Regions from separate parts of the Mus musculus genome. Here regions 1, 2 and 3 are each linked to region 4. A link is a contact called in public HiCAR-type data. All regions are on one chromosome and are shown on one strand. Each heading gives the region's core, a stretch centred on a gene start, on an enhancer-like site or on the middle of the called end of the contact. The rest is flanking DNA. Distances are from core to core; before and after follow the strand shown. Region 1 holds the start of Nelfa (negative elongation factor complex member A, Whsc2). Region 2 holds the start of Fgfr3 (fibroblast growth factor receptor 3). Region 3 holds the start of Maea (macrophage erythroblast attacher). Region 4 holds the start of Gtf3c2 (general transcription factor IIIC, polypeptide 2, beta).

The links. HiCAR-type assays count read pairs that join an accessible place to other places.
Region 1: a contact with region 4 is called in a HiCAR-type map of astrocytes, with 7 times the contacts expected there. The contact joins the promoter of Nelfa here to the promoter of Gtf3c2 in region 4. A contact is called at or near these places in 2 of 39 promoter capture datasets (liver and pre-B cells), 1 of 115 datasets of contacts at active chromatin or transcription factors (astrocytes) and 2 of 9 other capture datasets (adipose tissue and liver).
Region 2: a contact with region 4 is called in a HiCAR-type map of astrocytes, with 8 times the contacts expected there. The contact joins the promoter of Fgfr3 here to the promoter of Gtf3c2 in region 4.
Region 3: a contact with region 4 is called in a HiCAR-type map of astrocytes, with 9 times the contacts expected there. The contact joins the promoter of Maea here to the promoter of Gtf3c2 in region 4. A contact is called at or near these places in 1 of 39 promoter capture datasets (liver) and 1 of 115 datasets of contacts at active chromatin or transcription factors (astrocytes).

The regions. Positions count from the first base shown.
Region 1 is chr5:33,934,493-33,937,567 of GRCm38.p6, reverse strand. It overlaps Nelfa (negative elongation factor complex member A, Whsc2), which reads left to right and starts at 1,297. Exons shown (of 11, transcript NM_011914.3): 1 at 1,297-1,542. The coding sequence starts at 1,333.
Region 2 is chr5:33,720,014-33,723,146 of GRCm38.p6, reverse strand. It overlaps Fgfr3 (fibroblast growth factor receptor 3), which reads right to left and starts at 1,423. Exons shown (of 18, transcript NM_008010.5): 1 at 1,219-1,423; 2 at 636-841. The coding sequence starts at 738. RefSeq lists enhancers at 953-1,011, 842-1,218 and promoters at 1,374-1,578, 738-1,578.
Region 3 is chr5:33,334,257-33,337,130 of GRCm38.p6, reverse strand. It overlaps Maea (macrophage erythroblast attacher), which reads right to left and starts at 1,559. Exons shown (of 9, transcript NM_021500.2): 1 at 1,486-1,559. The coding sequence starts at 1,554.
Region 4 is chr5:31,178,751-31,181,577 of GRCm38.p6, reverse strand. Gtf3c2 (general transcription factor IIIC, polypeptide 2, beta) reads left to right here and starts at 1,434. Exons shown (of 19, transcript NM_027901.2): 1 at 1,434-1,694.

The DNA.
Region 1 (3,075 bases), core at 48-2,547, 2.8 Mb before region 4:
GTAGACCCGGCTGGCCTCGAACTCAGAAATCCACCTACCTCTTCATCCCAAGTGCTGGGATTAAAGGTGTGTGCCACCACCACCAGGCAAGTCTGAGTAACTTAAAGTGTCAGGAAAGACCACTCCACTACAGCTGTCACCAAATGCTGGATACCTGAGGCTCCCAGTCCCTTGAATCAGGCAATTCCACAGTCTCTTCTGTCAATAGTTGTTAATATAACCATGGGAAGTGGCCTAGTGAGTCTTATGCCTTTCCAAGTTTCCTCAGGCTTGTACATTTAATTACCATGCTAAGTCTTAAGAGCTGCTCTCCCCTCTTCATGAAATATTTCAATTAGGAGAAAACAATTTACATTTAGTTATATATTTTCATTCTGTGGCTCAAAATGGACTCAAACCCTCCTATCTGAGCTCAAATTCCAGGAATTACAGACATGAACCACCACTCCCAGGATACTTAGTGTTTTAAGAGATTCGTTTCACTATTTTGCACAGGATGGCCTCTACCTCCTCGGCCCAACCGATCCTTTTCAATCTCCTAAATATCTGTGACCAGAGTCGTGCCCTACTGCCACTTTTGCTGACACTGCCTTGTGAGTGGCCTAGGGCTTTAATCCCAGTACTTGGGAGGCAGAGGTAAGTGGATCTCGGAATTTGAGGCCAGCTTGGTCTACAGAGTGAGTTCGAAGGATGGACAGAACTACACTGTCAAGTTCTGATAAAGAGAGACACTACAGGGTGAATTTAGGCTTCTCAGCAGCTGTGGAGGATCAGCCTTTGAAAGACCGTACTCTGAACTACTTTGCAATTGCCCTGATGATTAACCACAGCCATCGCGACCACATAACCATGGGAAATGGCCTAGTGACATCCCCGACACGGAACGGACCTGTATGCGGACCTGAGGCAGCACTGTATGCAGGACGGGCAAGGGCCATTCAAGACTGTCTGTGGAGAACGAGCCCAGCGCGCTCTCCGGACTCCTTCCAATGAGCCGCACACCGGGAAACCAAACTGTTGCGCCTCACTGCGGTACTCTGAGCGGAACATCTCGACGACACACGGATGCGACTCAAATGGCTACGGCATTGCCCGGCGCCCTAGTAGGTGCCGCCATCATGCGTTACGGAAACCCAGAGTTCTTTTCGCGGAGACTCACCGCCCACTCCCTGTTCTTGCGCCTCGGCTCGAAGCCTCCAGAAGGCGGGGCCATTTGCAGTTGCACTCGAGACCCCGCCCCGCGCCAACGGGTGCCGCCATGTTGGGGGTCCTCGCCGGGGACACGTAGGCGTCCGCGTAAGATGCCGGCCGACGCGCGCTGCCGCCGCCAAGATGGCTTCCATGAGGGAGAGTGACACCGGCCTGTGGCTGCACAACAAGCTGGGCGCCACGGACGAGCTGTGGGCGCCACCCAGCATCGCGTCCCTGCTCACCGCCGCGGTCATCGATAACATCCGCCTCTGCTTCCACCGCCTCTCCTCGGCCGTGAAGCTCAAGCTACTGCTCGGGACGCTGCATCTCCCGCGCCGCACCGTGGACGAGGTGAGGACGCGGGCCAGCCTCTCTCCGGCCGGAGCACCGCTCCTGCCTCCCGCCGGCTCCGGCGCCGCACCTTGCCCTTCTCCCGCCGGCCGCGCGCAGCTCCGTTTTGGCGCCGTTAGCCCCTACACCTTAGTACTTCCAGCCGCTGGGCGCTGTCGCGTTCGGGGGTCGTGGGGCCATGGCCACAACAGCCAGGCCCGCCCCTTCCGCAGTGCTGGATGCTTCAGCTCCGAAGCTACTCTTGGTTCGGGGCTGTTAGTGCAACTTTCCATGTGACTGCTGACCTTAATTTTGTTGCTTTTGCCTTACCAAATATCAGTCGGCTTGCGTTCATCTCTATTCTGTGGCGTTTTGTTTTGTTTTTGTTTTTTGAGACAGGGTTTCTCTGTATAGCTCTGGCTGTCCTGGAACTCACATTGTAGACCAGGCTGGCCTTGAACTCAGAAATCCGCCTGCCTCTGCCTCCTGGGATTAAAGGCGTGCGCCACCACGCCCGGCTATTCTGTGGCTTCTTTTCAGTGTACTCTTGTTCCACATTGCATCTCTCTAACTTATACTATGCTTTGCAAATACATACGCAAATAATATATGTATAGTTTCACTGTGTAGCCCAGGTTGATCTCATACTTGGTATCCTCCAGTCTCAATCTCTGGAGGTCTGGGCCACTACATCTGATAGCAGCTAAAAACACCGAGTTACCTTAGTTTTTAAACATTTCCAGTTATTGTATTATTTTTATATCATTAATTTTTATTGCTGCACTATACCATATACACAAAACTGCATATTTATTCGGTTTAAAAAATACTGAGAGCTAGCTAAATGACTCCTGTTATCTCCACACATGAAAACAAGGCTGGTCCCTCCAAAGCACCTCCATTCCTCTTTCCTGCAGGAGGCTTTTTTTTTTTTTTTTTGGTTTTATTTTGGCAGGGTTATCAATCGTGTGTGCATTCCTAGCACACACGAGTATTTGGGGTTTGCCTCATTTGAATTTAATACGGCAACAGGTTTCCACGTTATATTCATTTTCCGTGTGGTGTGGGTGTGTCTTCTGTTGGTAAACACCTGGACAGATTCATCCAAGTTGTTGCAGACAGTTTGATTTACTCCGAATTATGGGGTTCCATTCTTCAAGCAGACAGCAAATGGACGATTAGGTTGTGGCTGGTTTTTCTCATTCATTTTGTGTGTGTGTGTGTGTGTGTTTGTGTTTTTCTGTTTCATGTTTGTTCTGTTGTGACTGATACAATACATGTTCATGTGAACTCTAGAAGTAACATTGGAGGTGACAGTAGGATTATACCAGGTGGCCTTTCAAAATGGTTTTATTGAATTATACTCACTAAAACAAGTAGGTCAGGTATTTAGATATTAGTAGGATTGTTTGGTTGAACTTTGTACTATTTGCTTGTTCTGCTGCTTAGCTTTCTTTTTGTGTGTGAGTTACCCATTTTGACCCGGATTGTCTTTTCTTTTCCTGACTTGTTGCTTTGGAGGAATACTCTTTAATTGGTGCTCACCACTGTCCT
Region 2 (3,133 bases), core at 174-2,673, 2.5 Mb before region 4:
CATCGGACTTTGGTGGCCAGCGGGACTACCTAGGCGGCGCCAAGATCCTGGGACAACCGCCCCTCATCTCCCAGCGTGCGGCCTGAAGGGCAGTCTGTGCGCGCCCCTGGGAACCGACCCCTCAGGCCGCCTACAGGATAAGAGGGGAGCAGCCGCACTGAAGCTGTCACCTTGTCATGCGAAACCCTGAAGCTGAGCTTTGGCTGGGATACTACTATCCACCCCGCAACGTCCAGCCTTCCTTTAGCTGAAGCAGAGGAAGAACTGTTCCGGGAGAACGGCTGAATCAATAACAGGCATTTTTCCTCCTCTCAAATTCGAGAAGCAACAATAGGAATCGTGGGAAGTCAGCTCGCGCGCCTTCCCAACGCCCCTCTGCCTGGGACCACCGTCACGGGCACCGGTCCACGTGACGCCTCGCACTTGGGTGGTGGCTCCCAGCCTACAGACACCCCTATAAACTGCCGCGTCCGAGCTGACAGCGATCTGCGGGGCAGGGGACAAACCTCGGCGCACTAGCCCCTGTGGTGCTAATCAACCCGACGCCCCTTCCTCACCCAAGGGCTGTTCACCATTGCCAAAGCCCCTGTGATTCAGGGCCGGCCCCCAGAAGAACACCTTGGGTCAGTCCTTACCTGCCGCTCTCCGCACAACTCGCTGCTCTGGACCAGGAGGCTCGGAAGTAGCTCCAGCCACGACCGCCACGCAGAACACTAGCACGCAGGCCGGGACTACCATGGCTCCAGAGCGGGGGCCGCGGCGTCCTCAAGCAGCGCGCGCGGGCATGCTGCAACCCCCCACGCCCGGCTCCGGCGCCGGTGGGAGAACGCCTCTGTGGAGACTACAGGAGGAGAGCACTGAGTTACTCCGGAGGGCAGCGGGGAAGCGCGGCCTCGCTCCTGAACCCCGACCCCCGGCCGCCCCGCCCGCCGACTCCTAGCTCTCTCCCGGGCTGCCTGGCGCCGGCCGCCTCCTCCCAGCCGCGGTTCCTCCCTCCTCCTTCCCTCCCTGGTTGCCGCAGAGCCCTCCCAGGACGGAGGCAGTAGCCGCAAACTTTCCAGAGCGGGAAGCCCGCGCCTTGCCCCGGCCTCGCCGCACTTACGAACCGCTCCACTTCCCGCATATCTCACCCCCTGACTGCTTCTGAGCCCGCCCGGAACCTCCGAGTGCCAGCCGAGTCCTTCACACTAACCTGGCGGCCGCTAGAGCCCAACTCACCACGCGCGGCTCCGTCTCTCGGCCCGCTTTTCCAGGGTCTCCTCTGTCCCAGTGGCCGGCCGCCCACCACTGAGTCCCCCCGCCGGAGTGGATCGCACGGCGCCAGCTGCTCCCGCCACCCCCGCTGCCACAGTGCACTGAACTGGGGCTGCCCGGCGCGCAGCAGCCCGGGCGGGGGTTGGGGGGTGCTCCCGCCACGCCCCGAACACTCCCCTTCCCCGGCGGCCAGGGGGCGGGAGATCCGAAGAGGCGTGGTCAGGCGGGGGCGCCGGGCGGTCCCAGAGGGCGTGGGAGCCCAGCTGGGGCGGAGCAGGCGAGGCAAGGGTCGCACGCTCGACCCCTTGAAGCAATGCCGAGCTCAGGACTGTCTACCAGCACGCTTCTCCCTCCAATAAAGCTGTGCTCAAGGGCTCAGAAGGTTGACTTCGGTGGGGGTCTAGGTGTTAGGGCGTCTTCACAGTGAACTGGCCCCCTGAGCTGAATGAACCCTGTGCAAAGAGCACTAAATCCTCAGGTACAAAGCCTGACAGTTCCAGGAAGACAAATACAAATACGTGTGAACAGGTCTTCCAGTGAAGGATGGAGCAGAGTTTACATGATGAAAGACCCAGGGATTGCACCCTAGAAAAGACGGACACGCTGCTGTATTTATCAAACTAACCAGCTGCCTGCATCCTGCTCAGGAACGATGTCCACACTTCCCCAAGAACACACAGGTTTTGGAAGAAACTTACCCAGCCTCTCGGAATAGCGAGAAGAGCTGGGGATACAAAGCAGGGGAGCCTGCCCTACCCTAAGGCTGCCTGAACTCCAACCTATGGATGTCCTAGCACAGCACGCCCATCATGTGGGACACATTCCATCTGGGGAGTGTCACAATGACAGCTGGTCCCTGGAGGATCAGCCTGGTCACCCCATCATGCTGGCAAGCTGTAGGTCCTGCCTGGCAGAACTTCTGTAACAGCAACCACCCTGTGACTGATGGCCTCTCTACCCTCACAAGGCAGGGAACCTTGTCTCACTTTCAGACAAGTTCCACAAGGTCTGATGAAGCCTATGGGAGCCAGATACATGGGGACCTGGCTCAGTGCTTCTGCCCAGTCTGGCTGTATGTGGCTTGAAGAACTTAAAACTGCTCATGGGGGGGGTGGGGGGGGGAATGGCTCGTGGGTTACGAACACCTTTCACTGGCTTACTCATCACCCTTATCTTTCCCAGATAGCTGAGCAGGGAAAGCCCTGGCCCCAGAACCCTCATGCTCTCATCCCTGTGTGTCCACCCTAGAGCTGGGCAGCTCTGCCTACTGTTACTCCTGCTCTGGCCAAGGACCCCTCCCTGCAGACTGGCTAGAATCCAGTCCTGGGTTCCCATGGCACCCCCAGGCAGCTGCCCACAGGTCCTCTCCCAGGATGCCACCCCAGGGGGTCATAGCAGACATTCTCCCCTAATCTATTGGCAGATTAGTTATCAGTAAATGAACCAGAATGTGAGCTCTGACCCCTATTTCCACGCCCTTCGTCTGGAGGATTTATCAGAACCCTCCACACTCTGTAACTGGGAGCTGAGCATCCATCCAAACAGCAATACTTCTTTATTTCTGAGATGACCTCCTTGTTAGAAATACCCAGTCAGGAATCTCAGGCCAGTGTTGGTTGTTCTCTGAACCCCATGGCCCAACAGACCATCTCTCTCAAGCTACCTTGTTTTCCAATGGGCTACACATGCAGGAAAGAGGACTCTAAGCAGGGTACTCCCACTCCTCTGATCCTCCCCCAACCCTGTGGCCTTACACTGGCCAGCTCTTGTAGACCCCTGCTCAACTGCAGCAGTGGGGGGGGGGGAATCAGCCCCCTTCATTAAAAATGAGCTGTGTGGTGTTCACAACTATTCACAACTTGTATTCCTTTTTTTTTTT
Region 3 (2,874 bases), core at 310-2,809, 2.2 Mb before region 4:
AGGAAACTACAGGATTGGTAAGAGTCACCTGTAATCCCAGCACTCGGATTCATGGCCTACAGAAGCCTGCCTCAAAAAAAAAAAAAAAAAAAAAAAAAAAGAAAAGAAAAGAAAAGAAAAGAAAAGAAAGAAAGAAAACAAGGCCTGAGGATGTAGCTCAGTAGCAGAGCATTGGCCTAGCACGTACAAGACCGAGGTCTGTCACAAGTACCTCCTACTCCCCCAAGCCATACATTTTGAACATCTGACAAAAAAGACTGGTGGTGTTTGCTCCCTTCCTTAGTCAAATAAAGCACAGGATACAAAACATTGATCAAATATGGCTGCTCACCAACTATAGAAGAAGGCCAGCTGGGCCTTGCTTCTGCCCTCCTGTGAAGACAAACTACTCCAGAGCAGTCAGATGTCACAGGGACAATGACAAGAGATGCCTTCCAGGGAATGCCAAGACTTCCATGTGCAATATAAGCTCGCTCACTTCACCCTCGGGGAGGAAAACAAGTGCTCCCTAGGGCTTACATCAGACAAGGGAACACCAGCAGAAGTCAGGTGCCTCCCATACAATCTGGGTCTCCCTAAGCACAGAAAAAGCGGTCTCGCCTAGAACCTGTAGTCTTCAACCTTAGCTAAACGACCCACCCACCCACCACCAAACAACCACTGGGTCACCAAAGAGATGGATGAGGTGCCAAGAGCTCCAGAAGAAAAGCTGCCCAGACCTCAGCCAAGGAATGTAGAACACGAAGGCTCTGCCGGCCTTCCTTGGAACCAAAGAATTTTTTTCTTCCTCTTAAGGCTTTTCTTCCCAGGTACTTCACCGCAGTCCATCCGGTACCATCAAGCCCTCTAGCAACTGAAGCCTCCCAGTCTTCCGGCGGGGATGAACGTTTGTCCTAAAGGAACGCACTGGCGCAGCGACCACCCAAGGTCACGCCCCGGAAACCAAGGGCAGGAGCTGCGCTGGAGTTCTGGGGACGCCCAGCGAGGCGGGGTGCCACCGGGTCGCCAGTGCTCCCCACTGGCCCCCTAATTAGCACCAGAGGCATGCCCGCCACGCCCCAGGCCGAGCTTCCGGAAGGACGCCCCGGGGCCGCCGCGACCCACCTCCGCGTCCAGGGCCCCTGGTTCTTTAGTGCCCGCCGCCCCGGCCGTGGCCTCGCTGCCCGCACTCGCACGGCCCGCAGCCTCTCGGCTTTGAAGGCTGGGTGGGAGGCAGGGCTCAGGCCCCGCCGCCCGGGCCTCGGAAGCCCTCTGACTCTGTCGCCCCGCACCACCTAGGTCACAGTACACCGAGAGGTCCCCCTTGGCCCCATCGGGAGGCCCCGGCCCGTGCCCATCGCGCTGGAGAGCCGCAGCCCCACCGCCCCCGACCCCGCCCCCGGCCGTGCAGTCCCTCCAGAAGCGACTCCGGCAGCGACCCAGCCCCTGCACCACCACGACCCCTCCCAAGATGCGGTGGCGACCCTAGCCGCGCCTAGAACGCACCTTGAGGGTCGGGTACTCCTGCACCTTCAGGGTCATGGACAGCTGGGCCGCCGACTCCTGCACCGCCATCTTGGGCCGGCCGAGCGGAGGAGGCGGGTACGGGGCACGCCGGATAGTGACGTGCTACGTACGGGAGCAGGCGGAGCGGCTATGAGTCTGCACCAATCGTGTCACCGGGCCGCCCGAGCGGAAGAAGGCCAGAGCCAATCATCTTTCACGGGCTCGACCAATCGCCGGCAGCTCTAGAGAGCGGCTTCCTCATTGAATTGTCCGCTGGCGTAGGCCGCAGATGCGGATTTAGTAGAGCGGGGATCCCGACGCCATGGACGTTCGGAGGGTTGGGGCTGAGACGACTCACGTTGTGGTCGCACCCCCCCCCCACACACACACCTCCGAAGTCGCCTCCCGTAGTGGTCACAGGCCCTGCCTCAGCGCTCGGTGGCCGTTATCTCTGAATGGTCACTTAGGGGTGCGGTTTTTGCCATCCGGGAACTACTTTCCTTCATCTCCATTTTCGCCGATTAACAGCTCTGGCGTCCAAGAGCGGGCTTCCCAATAAAAGATAAAGAATGTTTACAATAGAATAAGACAGGGAGGGGCTATCGAGCAGCTGTGCTTTCCTGCCAGTAATAACATAAGGAACACTTGGGAACTGCATTTGTGAAAAAGCGATGAATCCTTGATTTGGGGTCCAAAAGGCGTCTGAAGGTGTCCAGTCCCTGACCTAAACTTGTAGTCAAGTTGAATTCCTGGAGCAATAGTAATGATCAGTTAACATCTTTCTGATAAACTAAGCAACGTGGATCTTCCAGGGCTCCTGAGTGAAAGCAATTATCTGTGATGTAGGCTTCACCCTACAGCACATGTCACAAGACCTGAGAATCAGTCTGTTCCCTAAGGCAATGAGGACTTCTTTAAACCACCTGAAAAACAGAATTGAAGTAACTATCAACCAGACCACACCTTGACTGAGATTGCTTAATTATCATGCCTTTTACCTACATTCTAATTCTTCTATTTTGAACTCAATTTGGCCATTTGTTGGTAGCCAGACAATAAACTTGAGGGTCACTAAAACCCTTTATCTGAACTGAATGGCTTTTTTTTTTTTTTTTTTTTTTTTTTTTTTTTTTTTTTGGTGAATTGAACCTACCTCACGTTTGCATGATTTCTGCAGAAGCCAGAAGAGAGCGTTAGATCCCCCAGGAACTAGAGTTACAGATTGTTGTGAGACAAGCACATGGGTGCTGAGTACTAAACTTGAGTTCTCTACAAGACCAGCATGTGCTCTTAACCCATGAGCCATCTCTCCAGCCCTCCTCGCCTGCTTTTAAAATTAAAAATGGAATTACATTTCATTCCTTAGGAAATGACTTCTACATTAAGTTG
Region 4 (2,827 bases), core at 185-2,684:
AGCCGTGATGCGCTCCAGACCAACTATGGTATTCCATAAAAGGGAATTTCAGTATAAATACATACGCTGGACCAACAATGAGAAACAGATCAACTGCGTGCAGGGTTAGTTAAGCTTAAAAAAGAGCCTTCAGGCTGGAGAGATGGCTCAGCATTTAAGAGCACTGACTGCTCTTCTGAAGGTCCTGAGATCAATTCCCAGCAACCACGTGGTGGCTCACAACCATCCGTAATGATTCTGGTGAGTCTGAAGTCAGCTACAGTGTACTTAGATATAATAATAAATCTTAAAAAAGAAAGAAAAGAGCTTTCACTTGTTGTATCTTAAACTTTGAGAATCTTTTTCCAAAATCAAAGTTATTTTAAAAAAATTTTTTTGTGTGATAAAACCAAAGAGAACTTAACCAGAGGCAGGATTTTAAGAGATGTTGTTCATCAAAGCACTAAATCTGTTACTCCCTATAAAATGTTTAGGAGCTATTATCTAAAAGAGGAAGACAGCCATTCAAAATGCTGTCATTTGAGCATAAGAGGATGTCGGAGAACTGGGTGTTCTCTTTCTTTCCTTTCAGATTTTGGCTAAATCCCTTTTTCCTTTTTTAATTGGTAGGATACAGGATTACCCTGGTAGAACCTGAATTCCTGAGCTCAAGAGATCTTCCTGCTTCAGCCTTGAGTACCTAGTCTGGGAGTTGACGTGCCCCATTGTTTTCTCCCTTTCTCATTTTTCTGAGACATGGTCTAATATAGTACAGGCTGATTTCCAATTTCCAAGTAGTCATGGATCACGTTGAACTGCTAATCCTCCTGACTCCATCTCCGGAGTGCTGGGATTATAAGCGTGCACCATTACTCTTTGTAAAGATTTAACCAAGGGAATAATTGAACAAGACTATTTAGAAAGGGGAAAGCTGCCATATTTCACCTCTTCCGGTTCATTTTAATTCGCCCTCCTCCTGGGTAAAGGCAGATCTGTGAAAGCTACATGGTTTTAAAAGGCTGAAAACCTTGTTGCTCGGAGGCCACTTCCCAGTGAGGGAGTGGCGTGAGGCCTGGGTTGATGCTCTCTTTAAAAGCGCAGCCTACCCACCCAGGCTAGGCTCCCCCCGCTCTTTTCTTCCCTTGGCCTCTTTCCAAGCCCTCCTCTTTATTTTCTTCCTGTCTTGGCTCATTCACTGGCAGCAGAAAATCAGGAGATCTCTGGGGGCGAGGGATTGTCTCCTAGTCCGTCGAAGCTCGGGACTGTAGTTAAGAATCAGGTGTGGTCAGGCTCTTTTCTCCACAAAGCCAGCAACCTGGGTGGAAAGGCAGGTCGGAACGCTCGGCGACAGCAGAAGCGCGACACTTTCCTCTTCAATGCTTTTCCACAAGGCTGCTGGTGGAGCTGCGGTGCCGCGCAGGCGCCGACCTCCCCTTCCGGTCGCTGAAATTCCCAGAAGGCCCTGCAGTGTCCTAGGGCCGCGGAAGCCACGCTCCAGCTCGCGGGCGTCGGAGGGCTCAGTGCCGCGCCGCGCTGCATTATGGAACACAGAGTTTAAAAGAAAGCTCGGCAGGAAACGCGTTCCAGACCAAGCTTGCGTTTACCTTGTCTCGGGGGCGGGGCAAGGAAGAGCCGATCAAGATTTCGTCATAAAACCGCGACCCGACAGGCGGCGCCATCTTCGAACTTGGACTTCCGGAAGGACTTTGGCGCGGGTGAGTGTACCGCAACGGGGTGTGCGGGGGACCCAAAATTACTCCTCCCATTCTTTTGCCGTAGCGCTAAGGCAATGGGAACCGATTCCCGATTCCCGTCTTACTCCCGCGCAAGACAGCGCGCCTCCTAGCCTTTGCGCTTCTCCCGAGAACCGTCGAGCTCTCTCCTCCGTCCCCACTGGGGCCACTGAGCATCCCCCATCTCTGCCAGCCGGTCTTACCTTCTTCCCCAATTCGGTGTATGTAGCGCGGTAAACTGGACTCAGGTTTCTGCACTGCTTACGTTGAACTCGTTACGTTGGGCCTTCGGACTTGGGTGAACCTGCAGTTATCTTAAGGCTTAGGGAAATCAGGGCTCGCCTGGGGCTCGAAAGCTGCCCCCACGGCCAGGATTGGGGAATGGCAGGTGGTGGTGTCTCTGTCTGATTGCAGTCAGTCCTCTTGTGCTCATTCCCTCTTACTGTGTCTCAGCCTTTTCCTCCAAGTGGCTCTAACCCCGGGGGTTGTGCCCCGCGCGCTGCAACCCCATTGGCGCAGCCAAGGGCCAGTTATGTTTCCTTATACTGGTCCTTTTATCCCGCGGCAAGTTTGCCGTCTTTTGGACAAGACAGAGATGGCGACTTCACCCCCACAGGAGGTAATTCACTTTTCTGGGCAGGTTTAGGACATAACCAGGTCTTTTTGCCCTTGGAGGTACATTGATTGTTACATAAATTCAAATTAACCTTTGCTTACGTTACCTTTTACCGCTTACCGCTATCAACTGCAGTGCCATTTTTCCTAATAGTTTTAAGTTGTTCTATTCAGATTTACACTCTTTAGTTTCTAGCAGTATCAACTGAAAACGTGAGTTGCAGGTTTTTGTACAAATAATATGTTTGTTTTTGGACCAGTAAAATTATCTGATAAATCACCAGTTGCATGATAGGAATACTTTGGGAACCAGTGTATTAAACAGTGTATGTGAAGTGAGTCCGTGTTTAAGATGAAGTATTATCTAATTGTTTTTCTTTTGCCAAAGTAGTCAGGTTAGCAACCTGAAGCAGCAAGGAAATCAGACAGTATGGGATATAAAAATCCTAGTTAGAATTTACTGAACATTTCTTCCTTTACTGTTTAAAATTTGTATTGTC